Regions from separate parts of the Zea mays genome. Here region 2 is linked to region 1. Evidence: chromatin contacts called from public Hi-C data. All regions are on one chromosome and are shown on one strand. Each heading gives the region's core, a stretch centred on a gene start, on an enhancer-like site or on the middle of the called end of the contact. The rest is flanking DNA. Distances are from core to core; before and after follow the strand shown.

Evidence for each region. Hi-C and Micro-C count contacts between places; a contact is called where the count stands out from the background.
Region 2: a contact with region 1 is called in a Hi-C map of bundle sheath, with 2.7 times the contacts expected there. The contact joins the promoter of LOC100283041 here to the promoter of LOC100383486 in region 1. A contact is called at or near these places in 2 of 25 Hi-C or Micro-C datasets (bundle sheath and ear).

What each region holds. Positions count from the first base shown.
Region 1 is chr3:221,961,378-221,968,434 of Zm-B73-REFERENCE-NAM-5.0, forward strand. LOC100383486 reads right to left here and starts at 2,416. Exons shown (of 13, transcript NM_001176134.1): 1 at 1,820-2,416; 2 at 1,617-1,677; 3 at 1,411-1,505; 4 at 1,207-1,319; 5 at 652-820; 6 at 504-543; 7 at 336-400; 8 at 84-197. The coding sequence starts at 2,332. LOC100192780 reads right to left here. Exons shown (of 9, transcript NM_001358552.1): 7 at 6,619-7,057; 8 at 6,471-6,501; 9 at 5,761-6,355. The coding sequence ends at 5,957.
Region 2 is chr3:222,339,459-222,346,460 of Zm-B73-REFERENCE-NAM-5.0, forward strand. LOC100283041 (CTD-phosphatase-like protein) reads right to left here and starts at 1,761. Exons shown (of 7, transcript NM_001412291.1): 1 at 1,567-1,761; 2 at 367-483.

The DNA of each region.
Region 1 (7,057 bases), core at 1,166-3,665:
GCTGAATGTTAACCAAAGAAGCTGGATTATTTACGTGACTCGTCACTAAGTAAGAACAGAGTTCATCCGTTTTCTCTAACAACCTGAGCTTCCAGCAGCCCTGCAATTTGTAGCCCGTAACCAGCAACGACCTGTTTGCACTCTTGGTTGACCACCCCGGCCGCTCCAATCTGTTCATTGATCTGGGCAATGGCAACCTGCACAGTAGAGGATACTACTATACTATGAAAAAAAACCCTCCCTCATGAGACAGTAATTTCAACGCCAGTTTCAAGGCTTTTGTTAGCACATTTGTGTAATAAACATAAGGTATACATCAGTGATATTTTGCTTACTAGAGGACCAGCAATCAGCGAAGTCCCAGAGTCTGCAATGGCCGCACAACCATCCACACAGATTCCTATCACCACCACACACATTGTCTATCAGAGAAACAAATTGTCGCAACCATATAAGCATGCCTGGTGTCTGATGCAGTAAACACGAGCTTTAACGCATTGTACCAGTGCTCCTTCCGCCAATGAGAAAGTCACCCATTTCAAACTGCAAACATGGACATCAGAACAAGACAAGCAAGCTCTGAAGAAAGAAAAAAAAAAGCTATACTATGAGATAACATCGCTTTCAGGAGTTCAGACGAGAAACCCCAACCTGCCAGTAGCCTTTCCGAGTGACCCTGGTGTACGTATGGCTTCCTTTGTAATGCTGTTCGTCAGAACCTCCAAACACAATTTCGCCCCCTTCCCCGTCGAATGGGTTCCGGTTTAACCAGAAGGAGAAAACAGGCTGCGCCACTAGGTTTTGGTTCACCATATTGTACCTGACACCACATTTTCAATGCGATTTCCCGCAAAGTAGAAAACAGTTCAATGCAAGTAAATGTTTAGTTACGAACTGTGTATGATAACTTCATGATGGAGCCTTTGCTTGATGAATAAGAGATTGTTTCGTCAGAATAGCTACTGAGCACAAGTATTTGTTAGGAAAAAAAAAAGAGCTATTGGTACCATAATCATGAAAGCAAGATTGTATTTAACGACAGCTGCACTGGTAAGTTACTTGTGATCTTTTTTGTTTTTGCAGTTGATGCGATATCCCTGGCATGAAATCTAAGGCGCACACTCAGTTGTCGTTGTGGCAAGTAAATGCTAGATCATCAGACTCTATAGAAAACTAGAACAAGTTAAACAACGGCAGCTGTCGTACCATACTGGAAGTGAACCTTCAACTGAAATTTCCTGAAATGCAAGCCCGAGGATGCCGTCGAATTTTGCCAGTAGAAAGGTGAAGCCAGGCTCGTGAGTGGCTTCGATGAACTCCTGGGTGGTTCAGTTGGGTTCAGTAAAACCAGTGCTGTTTATTTCACATGTGAAGTGAATTTGGTAAGTAACAAGATGGGAAATGAAGCACCTGGTTTTGAACTACCAGATTGCCAACCGTGACCTGGTCTTGGCTGTAAAAACCAGCAATCCCTCCCGTCCCGTAGTGAATAGAAGCCGGTGTTCCTGAATATATACCGAAAAGAGATGCAGAGCTCAAACCAACAAGGCAACAGGCAACAGCAATCATAGTTGCAGTGGAAGTGATGGTCTGAATATATAGAGAGCCGTACGTACCATTCGGTTTGTAAGTGCTGGACTGGCGGGAGTCATACTTGGGATGGAATAAACACGCGAGCTGTTTGCAGAGGGCAACCAAAAGATGAGTAGAGTACGTACTAGCAAACAAATAAACTGTCCCCAAGCACGACAGACATCGAAAACGAGAGCAAGAAGGAAAGCAAAGGCAAAAAAGCATATACGGCACACGCCATTCTCACCGAGAAAAAGCACTTGGCAGAAGGGACCCAGAGGTTGGCGCTCCCGGTGTCGAAGACGACGGTGAAGTTCTGCGGCGGGCAGCCGACCCCGATCTGCCCAAAGTACTGGGCGTTGAGGAAGTTCTTGAGCGCAACGATGGCGATGCTCCCCGACCCCTCGCCCTGGCCTCCGTCATGCAGACGGCTGCCGTTTCCCTTGCCCCCGGCCCCGCTGTAGCTCCAGTAGTACCTGCGCCTGCGTTCCGTGGCAGCGGCCTGGACCAGCATTTCGTGCTGCCGCTCGCGTGCTCGGGCTATGGCGTCCCGCACCGGGTCGTCGACGGCTTGCTTCTCCTTCTCCTCCGGCGCGCTCGGCTTCGGCAGGAGGTCGCCGTAGATGGTGTCCATTATCGATCTCTTCTTCAGCGGGATGCGGATGAGGCCGTCGCCGGTGTTCGATGACGACGCGGGCAATGTCGACGTAGACAGCACGTAGAGAAGGATGAAGGCCGTGCCACATGTCCTACGCCCCATCCTTGCCTTAGAGCTTGCACGAGAGACGAGAGTAGAGATCGCGAGAGCGGGAAACAAAAACACGCACTGGCGACGGATAGCTGCCGAGAGGGGAAGGATTGGAAGCCCAAAGAGCCGGAGGCGGCGTTGGAGCTCTCTTTATAGAGGGAGGGAGTCACGGAGGAAAAAAATTTGTTGCAGTCCGGCTGTAAACCAGGCTGTTTGCAGCCCCTCACAAAAAGGAGGATAGGTCCCACCCGCAGGTAAATAATACAACTAAAACGTTATCTGGTGGACCTGCAGGTGGAGCCTATCCTCCTTTTTGTGAGGGGCTGCAAACAGCCTGATTTGCAGCCGGGCTGCAACAAATTTTTTTCCGTCACGGAGGGCGTACGTAGGTAGGAGTAGGACGAGAGCACAGCAACGTCGTAGCGGCACGTTACACGTTTGGGCATCGCTGCCTCTTCAGGTCTCAGGTGCGGTGCCTTCGAAGACCAACGATTCTCTCTCCCGCACAAATGGCAGAAGTTGTGGCGTCATGTCGCCATAGCTGGGTGTTCGTTGCTCAAGCTGTCAAGCATAGTAACAGCCTATAAACCCCATGGGCCAGTGGCGGGCGGGCAGGGAAGCCTTTGGGGGCACGACATGACAAGTACTTGAACTTGTGCTCCACTCCACGGCCCCGCACCTGACTCGGATGGCTAAATGCCTCTACTACTCTACTGACTACTCTAGTGCTCGCAGTCGCAGCGCAGGCAAGTTGCGATATCATGCAAGCAGTGCAGGGGGCCAAGCCGTCGCCGATGCCTACTGCACAAACACAAGTGCACAACCAAGCTCTCGTTCTGTTGCTGGGTTGGCTGCATAGGTTTGATGACTGAGCAAATCGGAGAGAGGATACTGGTTTTTTTAGGCAGATAGAAAACAGATTTGTTAAGTTGTTGATGGTTGATTGTGCTTTTGGCGTTTGCGTGAAATGCAGACCACTCTAGCTAGCTAGTCACTACTCGGTGGATGCGGCCGAATGGCAAAGTTCTCATGACGTCTGTAGTTTGTCATCCAGAGCGAAGTGGCGCCGCTAGAGCACTCTGACGTGGAGCCGAAGCGCACGAAGAAGAAGCAGGAGCTGCGCCACTGCCGCCGCCACCACCACCACCGCCACGGACTCCAGCAGCCTCAGCAGGTGGTACGCCGCGCGCTGGAACAGCGCCGCCAGCACGTTCCCGCGCGCGCGGCTTCTTCCACCGCAGCGCCGACGGGAGCGCGGCCTTTTATCCTGCGAGGGAACACGGTTGGCAGAGTTGACGAGAACCCGCCGTTGCCATGGCGCATGATCTCACTCGAGTTTCCCCCAATTCGTAGGCGCCGCAAGTACCGCGCCACTCCACGGATGGCAGGATATGGGGACGGAACAGAGCTAGAGTTTCCTCTGAGGGGCGGAAGTGGGAACTCCATTTTTCAAAATGATTCATATTTTTCAAGAAAAATGAACTAATTTTCTTTAAGGACTAGTTTGGCATTCCCATTTTTTCATGGGATTTCCAATTTCCCAAGCAGAAATGAACTAATTTCTCTTAGGAAAATGAAAAATCCTTGGGAAAATAATGTTCCCAAACTAGCTCTAAGAAAATAAAAATTCTTTGGTAAAATGTGGTTGACAAACTAATTCTAAGTATATATATATACGCGGATTCGTGGATGTATAAAGGGCTAGACAAATACTCTTGTGAACTCGTTCGACTTGGTTTATTAGCGAGTCAACTTGAGTTCTCCTCCCAATTCACAAGCTAAGTTACATTTTAGCTTGGTTTACGAGTAAGCTCGAACTGAGCTCAAGTGAGCCTTTTAGCTCGAACGAACAACCGTTTATCAGCAAAACAAAGTCTATTCTTGTGTTAGATGAACTAATAAGTGACAAAATGAGTTAATTTGATGCTGGATTGATGTGGTATATGAAATTGTAAGTATTATTACTCTTTTTTGGTGTTAAATTGGACTAAAATTAACTAGTAACTGATTATATTGTGTGTGTATGTATGTTGTTTTTTCGCTGCGGCTCATGAGCTAAACGAGCCAGATCGAGCTTGTGAACAAGCCGAGCAGAGCTGATTCTCTATTTCAGTTCCTTAATGAGCCAAGCCAGCTCACGTTCGGTCGAGCCGAACCGTCTCGATATCCAGCCCTAGGTATACGGGTACATGATTAAAGTGTTTTATACCCATGAAAATAAACCCGTTGGGTACAGATCTAAATTCGTATCCTTATCTGCGGGCATAAAACCATACACAGACCCTCACTTTATTTGTTGTCATCCTTGTCTAGGAGATGATCGAGACCCAAGAGCTTGTGGTGGCTAGGGTTAACAGAGCTAGGAATTGTTCACTGTGCCAACCCTGTCTACGATTCATATAGTGTCTGTAGCCGAGAACCACAATAAAGAATAGGGTTGCGCCTTACGCCTCCGATCAATGCAAGTGGTCAGGAGAATAGATTCAAGTTAGGTCTTGCTTGACCAAGCCATAGAACCATTTAATAAAAGATATATCTAGCATCAGAGTAGGATGGCTCGAGCCCTGCTACTGCATCTGGGACTAGGAGCATGGAGCTCTTCCTTGGCCATTCCTATAAAGTAGTGTCACTAGGTATGCTTGAAATAGATAGTTAGAGTTAGAAAATATGAAGAGAAGTCTCTCCTAACATTTTTTTTTCTATATTTGATACTCCCTCTGGTTTTCTAAACTCGATGTTTTGGGCATGACCACGTATATCATGCAATGGAGCTATTAAATGAGGTTGTTTTTTCCTATAATACCCCTAATAAATACGTTTAGGTTCCATTTTAACACAGGATTTTGTTAGCTTAGATGGTTTGCAACTCAAATTAATACACCAGGTTTGTGAGATCTGAAGTTCTAGATGTGCCTTTGTTTTGCGTTTTTTGCACTCGTTATGGCCTTGTTTTTTTTTACGTTTTTTTGGCACGAGACTTTGTTTTTTTTCTTTGTTCAATCAAGTATTTGAAGACTGGGTGTAGCACTATAGAATCATTGACTGCGTGAATGCGCCTTTGGAACCATGGATGCGATGTGTATGTTTATAGGGTGTTTGTTTGAGGAATGAGCTAATTCATTATCTTCTCGCTTCTCACTATTTTTGTTTGGTTTGTGGAATGGAATGAGTTGATCCATCACCACCTCATTCCTCATAGTTAGTTATTTAGTACTAATATGAGGAATAAGTTCATCTCACCAAATTTGAGGAATAAACCTATGATGCACCACCTCAATTTGGATGTAGTGATTCCTTAAATCAAACACCCTTTAATTTCCGATTCTCCCTAAAACGGAGATTAAATCCTAGTAACAAAATCGCAAGCTACAGCTACTTCAAAGCTTAATTGTTCGCTCCTTACTTTATCATAACTATATTATTCAGCATGAGCAAACGGAGAGAGCAAAGAAAAGAATTTTCTGACATACTCCTAAGTACAACAGTGGAATGGCCTATATTATAGGCGTTGCTAGGAAGCTCGTCACATTTCTTATACAACAGTAAGCAGACTTGCGACTCTGCTCGGAAGCTCCCCCCGGCTGGCCGGGCACCACACCACCGTCGGTCCACGGCGACGACGGACCTCTGCGTCTTTCAGCCAGCCACCACGTACGGGGCGCGCCACGTAACGTACGTCTCGCCTGAGACCGCCCTGTATAATCTCCACCTAGCTCCGCGCGCTCTCATTTGGAGACGCGCAGCGACACTGTCGCGACGACGACGCACAGAAGCGTCAGCGCCAGCGCCGCGCCGCCCTGCTGCCTCACCCTCGCGGCGGCGGCGCTGACGTCGTTGTAGTCCGGGGGAGACGTCGATCCGTAGCCGGGAGGGGAAGTTGAGCCGCTGTAGTCGGGCGGGGACAGCCCGTAGACCGGGGTACCGGTGTCCGGCGCCGTCGGCGTCGGGGTCATCGGGACGGTACTGGGGACTGTCGGCGGCATGGTCGTCGTCGGGGATGGCGGGGGCACCATGTTCTGAGCGCCGCCGCCGCCGCTGCCATTCCACAAGATAACAAATTTTTAGCCACCGTTTCGAATAGCAGTCAGGTTTTGTTTTTGTTCTTTGCTTGGATGAGTTGGATTCGCGTGGACGCAGAACGAGCGCGTACCTTGATGATGGGTACTGGCACGACCCTGAACCTGCAAGCCGGAAGGAAATTCTTGAGAGGGTGAGATACACAAATATTTGTAGTAAGAGGTTGTCTACTGATAAAATACTTCGCCAAGAAATGCGGTCATGGCGGTGAGCTTGCTTACTGGGATCGGTGTTGGTGATGGTGGCCGTGCCGCCGAAGTCGCAGCTGGTCGGGGCGGGGTTCTTCTGGTAGTAGCTGTTGAAGGCGTAGGACGCGTGGTCGTGGACGGTGTCCGGGTTGAAGCAGCTCCCGCCCTGCTGGATCGCGGAGCAGTCCGCGCCGTAGCCGCAGGCGTAGTCCAGCGCGACCTGCAGCGCGGTCGGGCTGGCGCTCTGGCTGGCCACGCACCACGTCCCGCCGCCCCCGCCACTGCCTGCAGCTGCACCACCACCGCCTGCACCGGCACCGGCACCGGCACCGCCGTTCCCGGTCGCCAGCGACGGGAACGTGGAGTAGGACGGCTTGGAGGCCGGGTCGGCGCCGTAGGCTGACATCGGCGTGGTGACAACCGTGGGGTACGACGGCTTGGACACCGAGACGGTGGCCAGCAGCCTGTGCGG
Region 2 (7,002 bases), core at 511-3,010, 380 kb after region 1:
AAAAAAATATGGGTGCGTGTGCACCCCCTAATTACTACCTACCTTCGCCCTGCTTCCGATTCTACTTTACAAGCCACAAATGGGTCCTTTCATGTTAAAAGGTACTGGTCAGTCAAAATATCAGCAGTTAGTACTCAGTACCTGTAACATGGCCAGAACTGAGGTTTTTTGCATTTCAGGTAGTGTATTTACTCAGAGTTTCAGATTACGAAGGCGCAACCTATAGCATATAATACAGATTATCTTCTGTGGATCTGCTTTGACCATATATACGCTCCAAACAGGAAAAGCACAATTCATTGACAGTAGGAAAGATTGAAATGAATCTAGCCAGGTAAATGAGACTGGAATCTATGAAGACTTTACCATTTTGATGACTTATTAGCGTTGACCCCGCCACCGTTTTATCAAGTGTAACCTCTTGAGGGTGTGAATGTTCCAGTGTTTCAGTGGTCTTGCAAAATGTATGAGGCTCCTGTGTCCCTAAACAGTCGTTGCTTAACATTTTATTCATCCTTAGTGCAAGTATTTGCAAAAAGCATGTTCAAAGTACTGCAGTTCCAGTAGGAAAAGGCCAACTGTTGAAACATTTGATATCACTAAAGACATTAGTGGAGAAAAGGTGAAACAAGGAACTATCTACAACCTAATGCAGTCGAAAGAACATACTTTAACCACTAATAAATCTGTAAAGGGAAAGCGCTAATCAATTCGACATGAAAAAACAAAAACTTAGTATTGTGACGATTAGTCCGTAGACAAAGGAAGTAATGTAAATGTAATCATTATTAACAAAACAAGAAAAAGATATGCGTCTTTGACTAAACAATAGTATTAGTCAACAAATTTACTCTACTCGAAACTCGAAATCAGCTGTCACTTCTCGCATGCCGGGAGCATGTTATAAGTGAATTCGCCAAAGCAAAACAGGTCCGCTAATACTCTTGGATCCTCTGGCAGTGGCAGCAAGTAACAACTCTACCAGACAGCATCCGTCCCCTTTTCCCCCTTTCCTCTACTTTTCGTTTTTAGACCATCACAAATCTCCCCTGCAACAGGAAAATCGGATGCGGAATATACCGTACGTCAAAGCACTACTAACCCCGTAAAATTCCCGACATCACATCACAAAAAGAGGGGCTCACTTCACTCCTCGTCGTCGGAAAATCACAGCGCAGAATCACGAGTGGAGAAAGAAGTGCGGAGAACAGAGACCAGGCCAACAGCCTTCACCGAACATCTCTGTCGAGCTTAGAGTCTTGGAACTACAGGATCGTCCTTCGGCACTCGAATTTCACACAGGAAAAAAAACCAGAACAGTTCCGCGTTTTCAGCAGCTCGCCGAAATCTCCTCGTGTTCATGCTACAAAAGACCACAAATACCCACCAAATTCGCCGCCAAATTCACCGTGAGAGACTGAGAGGGCCGTCCCCAGCTTAATCACACGCTAGAAAGTTGAGAACAAGCATCGATACTACTAAAGAGACGGGGCAAGAACTTTGTGCTCACGAAACCTCCGACCAGACCAAGCGCAGAGCTCGAGAGAGACGAGAAGAGATACGTACACAGGCAGTGCGCTCGCGTAGCGCCGATGACCTCTGGCTGAGCACAGCACCCTCTCCTCGCGCCTAGCCTTGCTCCGGCAAAGGCCAGGAAGAATCAGAGAAGCGACGAGGAAGAGGGAGGAGGAGGGAGCAGGGAGGCAAGCAAGCTAGCAAGGCGCAAGAGGCAAGAGGCAAGAACACAGGCAGGGACAGCTCGATCGCTCGCCAATCCCGCACCACATAATCTATGCGACCGATCCGCGTCCGCCAACGCCAGGCTTAACCTTCCTCCGTTCGCAACCGCAGACATGTGGGGCACGCAAGGCCGGGCCCGCGTGGACGGTACACTAGAAGGTACAAGTCTATGTAGGTTTTGTATTTTCACGGTGGGTTTGCGGCTGTCCCCACTCCGCCTTCATGCCCCTGCGCCTCCGTTACACTGCTCCAAACATACTTGACCACTGACATGCGGGGTAGGAGTAGAGCGAGCCCAAATGTCAGTTCGAGAGGTAGAATGTCCGTCCGGTGTGTGGATATTTGTGCCGGAGGGTACACGTGGACGGTGAGGATGCGCTACCTCATCATGCCGGGCGGATTCCGTCCGTTAATTTATAGCGCTTGGTCCCACTTTATTGGATCGGCATACATTAGTCATACGCGTCTTTGCGTTCCGTCACTGACACGTTTGGAGATCGTATGTGGGACCATCTAGACAGTGATACGAGCTAGTAGTATGCATATACCCGCCGAGAATTGATGGAGTTGGTGGGGTACACGTCGACCAGAGGACGGCGCTTGATCTTCTGCACCCAGCTTGCGGCCATGCCCACTGCTTTGCCTACGCGTCGCGCAGTTGCCCCAGGCAGCCAGGCTAGAACGTACTCCTCGCTGCCGGCAGCACCCACGCGCGTGTGGCCGCCGCCGTGTCTACCATCCGCGCGGCGCTGACGACAGGAGCCGAACGAGGCAACGGAACTCGGAAGCGACGGCTGGGCACTGGAGCGCACGTGCAACGGAACGCGGCAAGATAGCCGGTGAGTTCTGAAATGATTTGGGTCTGGATTGCAACGTTTTTCGTGATAAGCTTTGGCGCCAGCGAGCCTACTGTAATTACTAGAAAGACCTTGCACTCCTGAGCGTTTCTAGCACGTATTTGTTTCTTTCTTTTCTTTTTCGTTTCTATTTTTTGTTTTATCTGGGTGTTTGAATACTGTAATTCGTTTGGTTATTTCCGATTTGGAGCTAAACATTAGGGATGTATTTCCTAATGGTGTTCTCCGTGGAAGCGTGAACGATCTGTGACGTGAGGCTGGACGGTCTACAACCTCGCTGCAGGAGCGTCTCCTCTCTGTGTCGCATTGAACGGTCCGCGATGGCGCAGAACGTCTTTTGGTGGCGTAGAACCCTAGATCTTGACTCTCGGGAGAGACCCCGTTGGGGAGGAGAGTTCTAGGGAGTGCTCCAGGGTTTGCGGGCCACCCAGGGCATCCCTAGGTGGCGTAGAGCCACATAGAGATCAAGGAATAGGCCAAGGAAAACTAATACTAGACTTGCAAGTTCGAATTCAGATGATAAAGGTGATGCCATCAAGCTTAATGCCGTCATCACCATCAATGAGGCTCCATCACTCTTCTCTACTCCACATTGCCTTATGGAAAGAGGTGACTCAAAGGTAAAAATGATGATCATAACGATGATGATGAGTATTCTTATGACGATCTTGTTAAAATGATTAGTGAGGCAGATGACTACACGCAAGGAGAAAGAATAGTTTAAGGCATTGAAGGATTTGTACAAATCACTTCAAGTGTCTTTTGAGGAGCTAAATATTTCTCATGAGAATCTATAAGAGGCTCATGTGAAGTTTAAGGAAGCTCAAATCTCCCCTTATGCATGAGGCCATTACAGTCGAGGTAGACATGGGTGTCACTTGTGACTCACTTTATAGTCCCACAATTGCACCAAGTTTGACTAACATTTATTGTAGAAAGTGCAATATTTCTCTCATGGGTGATAAAATCTCTTGCGATGACACACGTATTGTTGAAAATGATGTGTTAGTTAAGAAAGCTAATTCACTAACTCATGATTTGGAAAGAGCATATGGTGGCAAGGCCAAGTTGAATTTCGTCTTGGAAGTCAAAGGTGCTCACTTAACTATGAAGGCCTTGGGTACATTCCCAAGAAGGGTAAGAATGAATTTGCTAAACAAAAGACCAATTATGAGAAGGAGTGTGGCAAAACTTTCCATAAGTGTCACATAGTGGGTCATATGAAGAAGTATTGTCTAAGGAACAAGAGTCTATCCCTTGCTCCATTTGACCCTTGCTATGTTTATACTGATAATTCCAAAGGTGTTTGTTCAAACTTTGTTGGCACGCCTATAATTGGTGCTAAAAAGAATGCCATTTAGATACCAAAGGCCTTGGTGACTAACATCTAAGGACCCAAACAAGTTTGGGCACATAAAATAAACTGATTTATTTTATAGGTAAACTACAAGGCGGGTGGTAACCATTGGGTGCTTGATAGAGGGTGTACTCAATACATGACAGGTGATATGAGGATGTTCTCTTCTATGAGCAATGAAAATTACACCAGTTATGAAAATAGCACATTTGGAGACAATAGCAAAGGAAATGTGAAAGGATTGGGTAGAATTGCTATCTCTAATGATCATTCTATATTAAACGTGCTATCGGCTGAGTCCCTTAATTTTAATTTGCTATCCATAGCCTAATTATGTGATCTTGTATTCAATTGCATTTTTTATTAATGATGTGGTTATCACCTATGTGGACATAAGCAATCTTGTATTTAAATGCTTCCATCATGAGAATCTTTATTTAGTTGATTTTCATCTAATGAAGAAAATCTCACAACTTGTTTGTTCTCTAAGGCATCTTTAGAATGGTTGTGGCATAGAAGGCTTGCTCATTTTGGCATGACACAACTTAACAGATCAATTAGGGATGATCCCGTTTGAGGTTTGAAAAATGTGAAATTTGAAAAAGATAAGTTGTTTAGTGATTGTTAAGACGAAAAGCAAATGGCTAACACTCATCCAACAAGAGTCAAATGTCTACTCATAAACCATTGGAACTTCTGCATATGGATCTTTTTGGGCCTAAAACCTATGCGTGCATTGGTGGTAATACTTATTGTCTTGTGATAGTGGATGACGACTCAAGGTTTACATGGGTATTCTTTATTCATGATAAATCTAGTGTGTTTGGTACATTCAAATCATATGCTAGACTGAATCAAAATTAGTTTGAGTATGATCAAAAGAAGTAATGGTTCAAACTTTTTAAAATGCAAGAGTTGATGAGTATTGCGATGACAAGGGTATTAAACATGAGTTCTCTTCCAAATATACACCAGAACAAAATGGTTTTGTTGAGAGGAAGAACAGAACATGAATTGATATGTCTAAGTCTATGCTTGAAGAATATAACATTTTAGATTCTTTTTGGGCTAAAGCTATTAATATCGTTTATCATGCTTCAAATATAATGTATTGTCACAGACTATTGAAGAAGACTCCATATGAGTTACTTACTGGAAGGAAACCAAATATCTCATATTTTTGGGGTTTTGGTTGCAAATTTTATATATTGATGAAAGAGAGGCGTCTCTCAAAGTTTGAGAAGAAATATGATGAAGGGTTTCTTCTTAGTTATTCATCAAATAACAAAGCTTGTAAAGTATATAACAAGACTCGTGCCATTGTTGAAGAATCTTATGATGTTGAATTTGTTGACACAAATGGCTCTCAAGAAGAAAGTGAAAACTTGAGTGATGTAATAGGAAATGAGTTGAGCAATGCTATCAAGACAATAGGTATTAGTGATGTGAAACCAAAGGAAGATGATGATGATAGCGTGGTTGTTATACCATATTCCTCAACTATAAATGATCAAAATCACCAAAGTCAACAAAACAATGAAGTTGATGATTCTGAAGATCATACATCTCCAAGTCACTTGGTATGTCCCTAAACATTAACTCATAATCCTCATCCTCTCTCAAGAATTCACCATGTTATTGCAAAAGATCACCCGATTGATACATATGCTTATTATTTGTTCTTTTTGATATGCAACAGTGGTCTGGGCAAAGCATTGAAAGGACGCCAAGAAGATTATAAAGGGGGACAACATGGTCATGATGATGTAGATGTGGATTATGATCCAACACTTGGTTCAGAGGCTCAGTCTTTAGTTGGTGGTGGAGTGTAAGTGATTCCTGAGGATCCTAGGGCTAATGAGCCTATTAACATCTATAGGTGGACCTATCCAAAGAGGAGCTTCTCAATGACTGAGTATTCAACACTAAGAAGTCATAATCAGTATGCCCTTGAAAATGATACAAATGTGCTCTTCTTTCACACTCAGATGCAGTTTGATGTCTTCTAGGGACACATTTTTACACAAATTTCCACATGCATCAAACCATTGATTGGAACTATATGCAGAATGAGTTAGTGATGATAGAGCTTATCTAAGCATTTCAAGTAGTCGGGCCTCATGATTTCATGGCTAGCAGGTGTGACTACAATGAGATGGTGGTTAGATAGTTCCTAGCCTCTACTAAGATTGATATGCATGAGAGGACTATGGTGTGGATGACAGAAAATAGAAGGTACTAGGATACCTTTGATGATTTTTGCTATTGGTAATAATCTTGATTTTTCTTAGATCTTTGGTGGTGTTAACTTGGTTGAGGGGGAGATTGAGCAGTTCTATGAGCCTGCTAGGCTTGGGATTGTCAATAGGTTTGGTGAAATACTGTAGCATCCCAGTTTTTGGTACTAAGGTTAGAAACCTTAAACTCCTAAATTCCCCCCTTATTTCCTTAAAGCCTAAACCTCGTAACCATTTCTTTCCTCATATGCATAAACCATGTTTGCTAGTAGTACTTCACACATGTAGTCTCACCTAGCATTTCATTTTTGGCACCTAGAAAACATCATGAATGAATATATAAAAATATATATTTGTATAAATGAGAAATAGGAGTTAGAAAAAAAGGAGAAAACCCTTCCCCCGGCTGGGCCGATTTTGGCCCACGCCCACAACCCCTCTCTCCTGCGTCCGAGCTCCCTCGTTCCCTCGGCCCAATTTCAGGCCCATCGCCGCGCGACGCCTGCCCACTCTCGTGCTCGCTCTCCCCCACTGCCTGCTCGGCCTCACTCGTTAGCCGCGCTCCGCTCTTGCTCTCTCGCGCCCGCTCCTCCTCTGGCATGTGGGTCCCGGCCGTCAGCTCCTTCCTCCTCGCCCGTGCGTGGCATCGGCGCGATCACCGCTGACCGTCGTCCTTTCCTCACCCTGCCATTACTCATGCGCTAGTGAAGTTAGGCACCGCTTCATCCTCGCCCACTATGCTCACACCCTCACACGGCACCCCTCCTCGAGCCATCCCATCCTCGGCGCTGTGCGCCATTACCGCCGTCGT